Regions from separate parts of the Sus scrofa genome. Here region 2 is linked to region 1. A link is a contact called in public Hi-C data. All regions are on one chromosome and are shown on one strand. The core of a region is the stretch at or near the end of the contact, and the rest is flanking DNA. Distances in the headings are between cores, read along the strand shown. Region 1 overlaps FOXP1 (forkhead box protein P1). Region 2 overlaps FOXP1 (forkhead box protein P1).

Region 1 (3,378 bases), core at 478-2,977:
GTTCCAGAAGCAGAGAAGGCAACAACTTGAGTGAAAACAGTCTCAGACCGGGTAAATGATGTTTGCCTGTGGGTTGGCTGGCCTGGTGAGGGAATGCTGAAATACAGGATAGGAAGAATCAAGCCAAGTGGCAGTTTGGAAACCAGAGAACGGAAAGCAGAGCACTTAATTTGAGGGCCAGTCGTTTCTCTCTGAGAAGATGCTCTCCAGTCACATGGCTAACCCTTTGGAAGGAAGAGAACTCGGGGGCCCTAGGCAAGTCTAGGGTCCTCTCCCGCCTCCCCACCTGCCACCTCCCTCCTCTTTTCTTGCTTACTTGTCCCATCCCTGCCAAAAGCTCAATTGCCTTCCTCCTGCTCATGGTAGTGGAAGCCATTATTAACAAAAGGGAGCACTGCATAAAGGTGACAGAGATCTGGCAAGTAGAGGCGTGACGCCATCTCCCCTGTGCTGATAACATTATGGGTCAGAAACAGTGAATGTGGAAACAAATATCATTTCCCTGAAGTGTTCTGCCATTTTAAAGAGACATATCTCACTAGCAGACTCTCTCTCTCTCTAATATGCATACATATATATGTACTATATATGTTTTATATAAATGTACATTTATATATATATATTATATATTTTCCCCACCAGTAATTTTTTTTTACGTTGTATTTCTGAAAGAAAGAAAAATAGATTTTAAAATGTAAAAACCTGTTCTTCAATTGAGGATGCAAAAATCTCATTGCAGTATTTATTCCAAACCTGTTCTCATAATGTTCAGTCAAGGAGAAAACAGCAAAAAACAGTTGTTGATGGACTTAGCACAGAACTGGATTAAATAAGCATTAGTCTACTGAAGCTGATTACAGGAATATGAAAATGCAGTATCTTAATGGTACATATTTTTATGTGGCAGCGCAGTTGCCTTTCATTTTGCAGCTAATATGTCTATTCTTATGAGTCATTTACTTCTTTAATTACCTTTTGCAGGCAAGGCACCATGGTATATTAATGTGAATGATTTTTACTGCCAGTTTATCATACAATGCCCCAGAAGTTGAAAGGCGTAATTGACTTGGAAGAACAGCTCATGAAGGAAACAATATTTAGTTGACAGTTTTCCTTGTACTGTCTGTTGACGTTTATGAGTTTACACTATGCTAAAGGAGTAATAAACACAATTTTCTTTCAATAACAGGAAAGGGTAGCTTCTCAAACACATTTGTGGAAAACACATTTGTTCATTTCTTGAATAATATGAAAATAACACATTTCTGGTGATCAGCCCTCTCAGATTGCCAATTGAATTAAACCTTTGAAGGTACATTTATAACCTGTCTTGGAGCATTAAGAGATATTAGGGTTCGTGTGATTGAATCGATTTAATGAATATTTAAATTATAGACAGATTTGGATAAATCGTGTTTAAGTCTGGGTGTTACAGTCAGACTATTTGGCCTCATCCTCCCAATTTCCAGAGGGAGGGAGAGTGGGAAGGAGCTTGGGAACTGTCTAGGAGAAGATTTTCTCTCTCCCAAGGCCAGGGGCAGTCATGACAGTACATTTTAGGAAAATAGACAAAGAGGAGACTATCCACACAACTCCTTATAAGGTCTGGGCTTTGAACAGTTAAACTCCAGACTTGGGTGGGTCGCTGCTGTCCCGGCGTCTGGAATGGTGCCTTGAGTTGACTTGGGGCCCTTAGCAAGTGCTCTGGTTTTAACCATCACTTGCATGGTCCCCCGGGGCCCAGCGCTGGCTCACTGGCTCTGGGCAGGCCCCGGTTTGGCACATTGGTTTAGAGGGAGTTAAACTTTTCACAGTTTTCTGGATTGTTTGCAGTTCAGTCCTGTGCAGCATAATGAAAGTTTTCTAGCCATCTGTTGTTAAGCTGGCGGGGAGCAAGGCCAGTATATCCAAACAAAGTTCTGGCCTGCTGTAAACGGAACCTGTCGGTTTAGCATAGCTTTCCTGACCCCTCCAATGAACGGGGCGGCTCTTGGTACCAGGCACCCACCGCCTAGAGCTTTCAAAGGGGAACTATTTTCGGGGTGGGGGGTGAGGTCCTGTTTACTTTTTCTTTCCATGTTCCTCTCCCTGGCTTGAACTAGTTTATACTTAATCTTTAAATGGATAAATGGTTCCTTGTCCCCCACCCTCACCCCCACCTCCTTTTTGGAAGAAGGAAGCATTACTTCTTCAGGGGAATTTAACTTTTAGAACGAGGTGTGAGTGTCCTTAAATGTGTGTGCAGTGGCTGTGATTCGAAAGAGGGCTCTAGCTAATTGTTTTTGTTTCATTATTTTGTCTTTCAGTGTTTGGGGACAAACAGTCCAGGCAGTGGAAGCTGCTATATTATAACTACTTAGCTTATATAACTAAAAGTGTTTCATGGCTTTCAACGGGCTTCCTGCCCTCGCCTTCTTCCGCATTTTGTATTTCATTATCAGAAGTTATTACACGGGATAACTTGGAGAACAGCCATTTGTTTGACAGTGCTCCCAGCTGTATAGGGTGCTTGCTCCTCCTCTGTTCTCATTTACAAGGTATATATATTGCTTTTTTTTCTTTTTCGGCCACACCTGCAGCACGCAGAAGTTCCCAGGCCAGGGATCAATCCCACGCCACAGGAATTCCCGGTAACGAACCTAGTATCCATGAGGACATGGGTTTGATCCCTGGCCTTGCTCAGTGGGTTAAGGATCTGATGTTGCTGTGAGCTGTGGTGTAGGTCGCACACTCGGCTCAGATCTGACGTTGCTGTGGCTGTGGTGTAGGCCAGCAGCTGCAGCTCTGATTCGACCCCTAGCCTGGAAACTTCCATTTGCCGCAAGTGTGCCCCCGCCCCAAAAAACATCCACACCACAGCAGTGACAATGCCAGATTCTAAACCGCTGAGCCATCTGGGAACTTTGCTATTGCTTTTAATTGCTCAGCTTAACTTTAAAATAATTTCATTGTTTTGCGGTATTCTGTAATACTTTTTTTTTTTTAACTCAGTGATTTTATTATATTTTTAGTTGTTCAGCAATCATCACAACCCAATTTTACATGTATTGCATCTGGAGATTTCTAACCTCCAAGATGTAATACATGTTTAATTCTTATTTCCTGTTACACAGTGTTTACTTGGCTCTTTATGAACCATTCCCATAGGTCTAGATTCTTGATGTATATGTGTGTGTGTGTGTGTGTGTGTGTGTGTGTGTATAAAAGATACGTATGTAACTATGTATGTATCTCAACACCTAAGCCTACCTCTAACCTTTGAGGGTTTCTTTTTGTTAATGACACCTTGTGGGTGCTGCTGTATTTTTATCTTGGTCTGGCTGTGGTGTATTTCCTGTCCAGGAATGGTTACATTTGTGCGCTGTTAAGAGAGGGCTC
Region 2 (3,378 bases), core at 616-3,115, 180 kb before region 1:
TTTGAGATGTCTCCCATTGTCAAAAATAGTAAAATGAGAGTGAGGGAGGCTATCTGAGAATTGAAAAAGCTTTGAAAGCTTGCATTTTACAAGAATGAGTTTGCCTTCAGTATAGATAGGTTTGGGAGAGCAAGTACAAAGACGGGAGAGAGCCCCCAGAAGGCCTTTGCAGGAGTCAATTTGAGGCTCTCTTGTGTGGGCCAGTGAGTCTTGAGTGGGATGAAGAAAAAGAAAACACAGAGCAGATTTGGTTGGTGGAGGTGGTGGAGGTGACAGCAAAGCGGCCTCCGTAGTGGTTGGCCTTACTTCCTAGGAGGATTGCGGTAATGGTCACGGAGGGAAAAACCATGGGAAGAGGCTTTGGTGCTGAAGAAGCTGGCAGATCATGGTTATCCAGGGTCCCAGGGAGAAACCTGGGAGAGGAGAAGGATTTGAGAAGGAAGGTGGGCACGTGGAGCCAGTGGACCACACCAGAAGAGACCTAGAACTGAGTGACCTTGGCAGCAGAGCCATGTTGAGGGCCCAGGGAGGTGTGGAACGTGAATACAAGGACACCGCAAGTGGAGACAACACTTTGCAGAAGCTTGTGTAGAGGAAGATAGCAAAGGGGATTGAGAGATGAATTTCCTAGTTTTGTTTTGTAACAGAGATTTCAAGGTCTCAGCAGAATCTTCTACGTAAACCTTCTTTAACATTTTTGTTTTAGAACTTTCCATGTCTTTCTAACAGGCAGTTAGCAGCCCATTGTGGGCTTTGGGAAGGAAACAGAACAGGCACGTGGAGGCACTGCCAGCTGGGTTATACGTGACAGCAATTGAAGACCCACAAGCAAAAATAACGGCCTTGTCTCGGTGGTCTCTGGCTTTGGGGGTAAATAGCCCCACACAGTTGAAAAGGCTCCGAGGCTGCTGTGGGTATAAAGTACGCAATGATTATTGAAAGTCTGTGTCTGACAAAGATTTCCATCAAACTGTGAAGGCAAAACAAGTTGTGGTGCCAAAGTGGTCAAGTGGTTTTCTAGAAAATTCACCGAATGGCAGTAGCATGGCCCACAATACAGCCATAAGAAATACAGTCCATTTAAAATGTTTCTGCCCTCTTCTTGGACACCGTGTAATTGTATCCTTTTTATGAATGTCCTCCTCACCCCTGAATTTGTGTGTGCTTTCCTAATGGAACATATCTTTACACTCAGGAACCACGTTAATTTATGGTGTATTTTGCTGTTCCAAGAAGTGAAAAATGGGAGGGTAATACGACTTCTCTTTGTTTTACTCTGAAGAGGTTTTTACCACTGGGTTCTTGACATCTTCCACCTTAGTTTATCTTTAATTTATCTTTAACTGGAACCATTTTGTCCATTAGCTCTATTCTAATTACCTCTCAAAATGGTCAGATTTACAGGCAACACATGACAGAGAAAATGCAAAAAAAAAAAAAAAAAAAAGTCAGCCAGCCTCTCCTGACATTCAACAGCAGCCCACGTCTAAATAGTGGAAAAGTTTATTTGCTTTTTCTGAGGATGTGCTAAGTGATTTTGCAGTGTGAGTGGTACGGCCTTCTAGCTCTTAGGCCTGCATTTATTAAATAAATTTGTTCTCTAACTCAAGTGTTAAGTGTGTATTATGAAACCTCAAAGCCAATTTCGGTGATTGCAATGTGCAAATATTTTTTAAATTATGTAATTAAATAGGACTTGGCCTGCGAGGTCCACCCAAGTAATTTATTAATTGAATAGTCTGATTTAATTGTATGTTATTTTCCTTTATTCAGGGAAAGGCCTGCATCTCTTGCAGAAATGGGAGCCTCTTGTGCGCCTGTCACTGGAGGTGCAGAGGTCTCTCCAAGAAATCTTTAGCACCCAATTAAATATTAACCAAGAAGAGGGGACGTGTTCCTTCTGTCCTCGAAACTCTGTTTTGATGTCGGAGTCTGGTGTTTTTAAAGGGAAAAAAAATCCTGTGGGGTCAAATTATTTATAATTTACTCGGTTTATCGTGACATTATTGAAAAGTGAATCACCCTTTTCCTCTTAATTGTGCAGGGTTATATAAAGGAAGCGTGATAAAGAGAGAAGCCCCTTGAGCTCAGCGTTAGCTTTATCCAGCTATGGCTATAGCCATGCCGTATCTGTTTCCTTAAAATGTCATTTTAAAGGTATTGTGGTTTTAGAGCAGCAGCTGTGACTGAAAAGTATGTAAACTAAGCTGTTCTTGCTCATATCATTTTTATATTCTTATGTCAGACCAGAAGGCTGCTTTAAATTTATTTTTCATTGTGTATTAGTTCTAGAGCCTTTTTTTTTTTTTCTGTCTTTCTTCCTTGGGAACATGTGTTCTTTGAGACTTGAGATACTCAAGCGCTTAAGAAAATAACAATTGTGGTGGTGGGGTTATTTGCGTATTGTGTTTGGAAGAAGATGAATTTAAAAAATTGACTCTCACAAGGTAGAAATGGGGTGGGCGGCCTAGCATCTGTGTTTTAGGAAATGAAAGCATTGAGGCATACTGTACTAAGTCACGTGAAAGGCAGTAACTTTGAGAAGCCCAAATTGCTTTCCCAAAAGGAAAATATTTTTTGTTGCTATTAAATATAGTTTATATTGCTACTTCAGAACTTTTTTTTTTTTTCCAGTGGGGCCATTTACTTAAATTCTTAGTTAATATTTCTATATAGAAACGTCTTTGTCTCTGGAGCTCGCCTTTGCGAATTCCCATTTAATATGCGGTTGTGGATAAGTATTTATTCATACCGTGTGGTACCCCACACCTGATCAAGTGACAGCATGGCGTCATGTCCGCCAGCAAAATGCTGCAGTGGCTTTTGAGTAATGGTGGCAAAGAAGGTCTGGAGGGTTAAAGGAAACAACAATAATGGGAAATTTTTTTTCCCTTTCCCATAGATTTCAGCATGTATAATGCCTCAACTCTGCTGTGGAAATTTGGAACATTGGACAGAGAAATATTCCTTTTCCTAAAGAGTTGTAAAAGCAGAGTAGCAAGTCTGAGCTCTTAGAAATTTCCATGGTAAATATAATTTGATTACATGTGTTCGTAATTTCCCTTGCAGCTCAGCCTTTCACTGGCAGAGCTGTTTCACAATGATATATTTCTTTCCAGATTTTGAAAATAAATTTAGCTAAGGCTTGGCCCTGAGATTCCACTGATTTGCCGTCATGACTGCAGGCGCCCATCTAGGTGTGCCCAAGCAGTGAGGTGACTTGGGGAAGAAGGCGAGTCCCTCATGTCTCTTGTTCGGCTTGTCCCAGCCCTTCGGTCTCTCCCTGGGCCCCAAGTAGTGGCTTCCTCCATACATACATAAGCTGGTCCTGGTGGTCCTTGCCTCAGAGCCTTGGCAAAGGACCTCTCAGAGCATGTG

What was found. Hi-C and Micro-C count contacts between places; a contact is called where the count stands out from the background.
Region 2: a contact with region 1 is called in a Hi-C map of liver, with 2.0 times the contacts expected there. The contact joins two enhancer-like sites. A contact is called at or near these places in 2 of 47 Hi-C or Micro-C datasets (liver and skeletal muscle).

The regions. Positions count from the first base shown.
Region 1 is chr13:52,528,135-52,531,512 of Sscrofa11.1, reverse strand. The region is part of intron 6 of FOXP1 (forkhead box protein P1); the gene reads left to right. Among named protein-coding and RNA genes, the nearest start is that of FOXP1, 440 kb to the left of the region's middle. Within about 2 kb of position 1,727, at least 26 of the 83 cell types and tissues checked have an H3K27ac peak or open chromatin away from gene starts, as enhancers often do. A contact at or near this core is called in liver, where this site is marked.
Region 2 is chr13:52,708,803-52,712,180 of Sscrofa11.1, reverse strand. All of the region lies in intron 4 of FOXP1 (forkhead box protein P1), which reads left to right. Among named protein-coding and RNA genes, the nearest start is that of FOXP1, 260 kb to the left of the region's middle. Within about 2 kb of position 1,865, at least 6 of the 83 cell types and tissues checked have an H3K27ac peak or open chromatin away from gene starts, as enhancers often do. A contact at or near this core is called in liver, where this site is marked.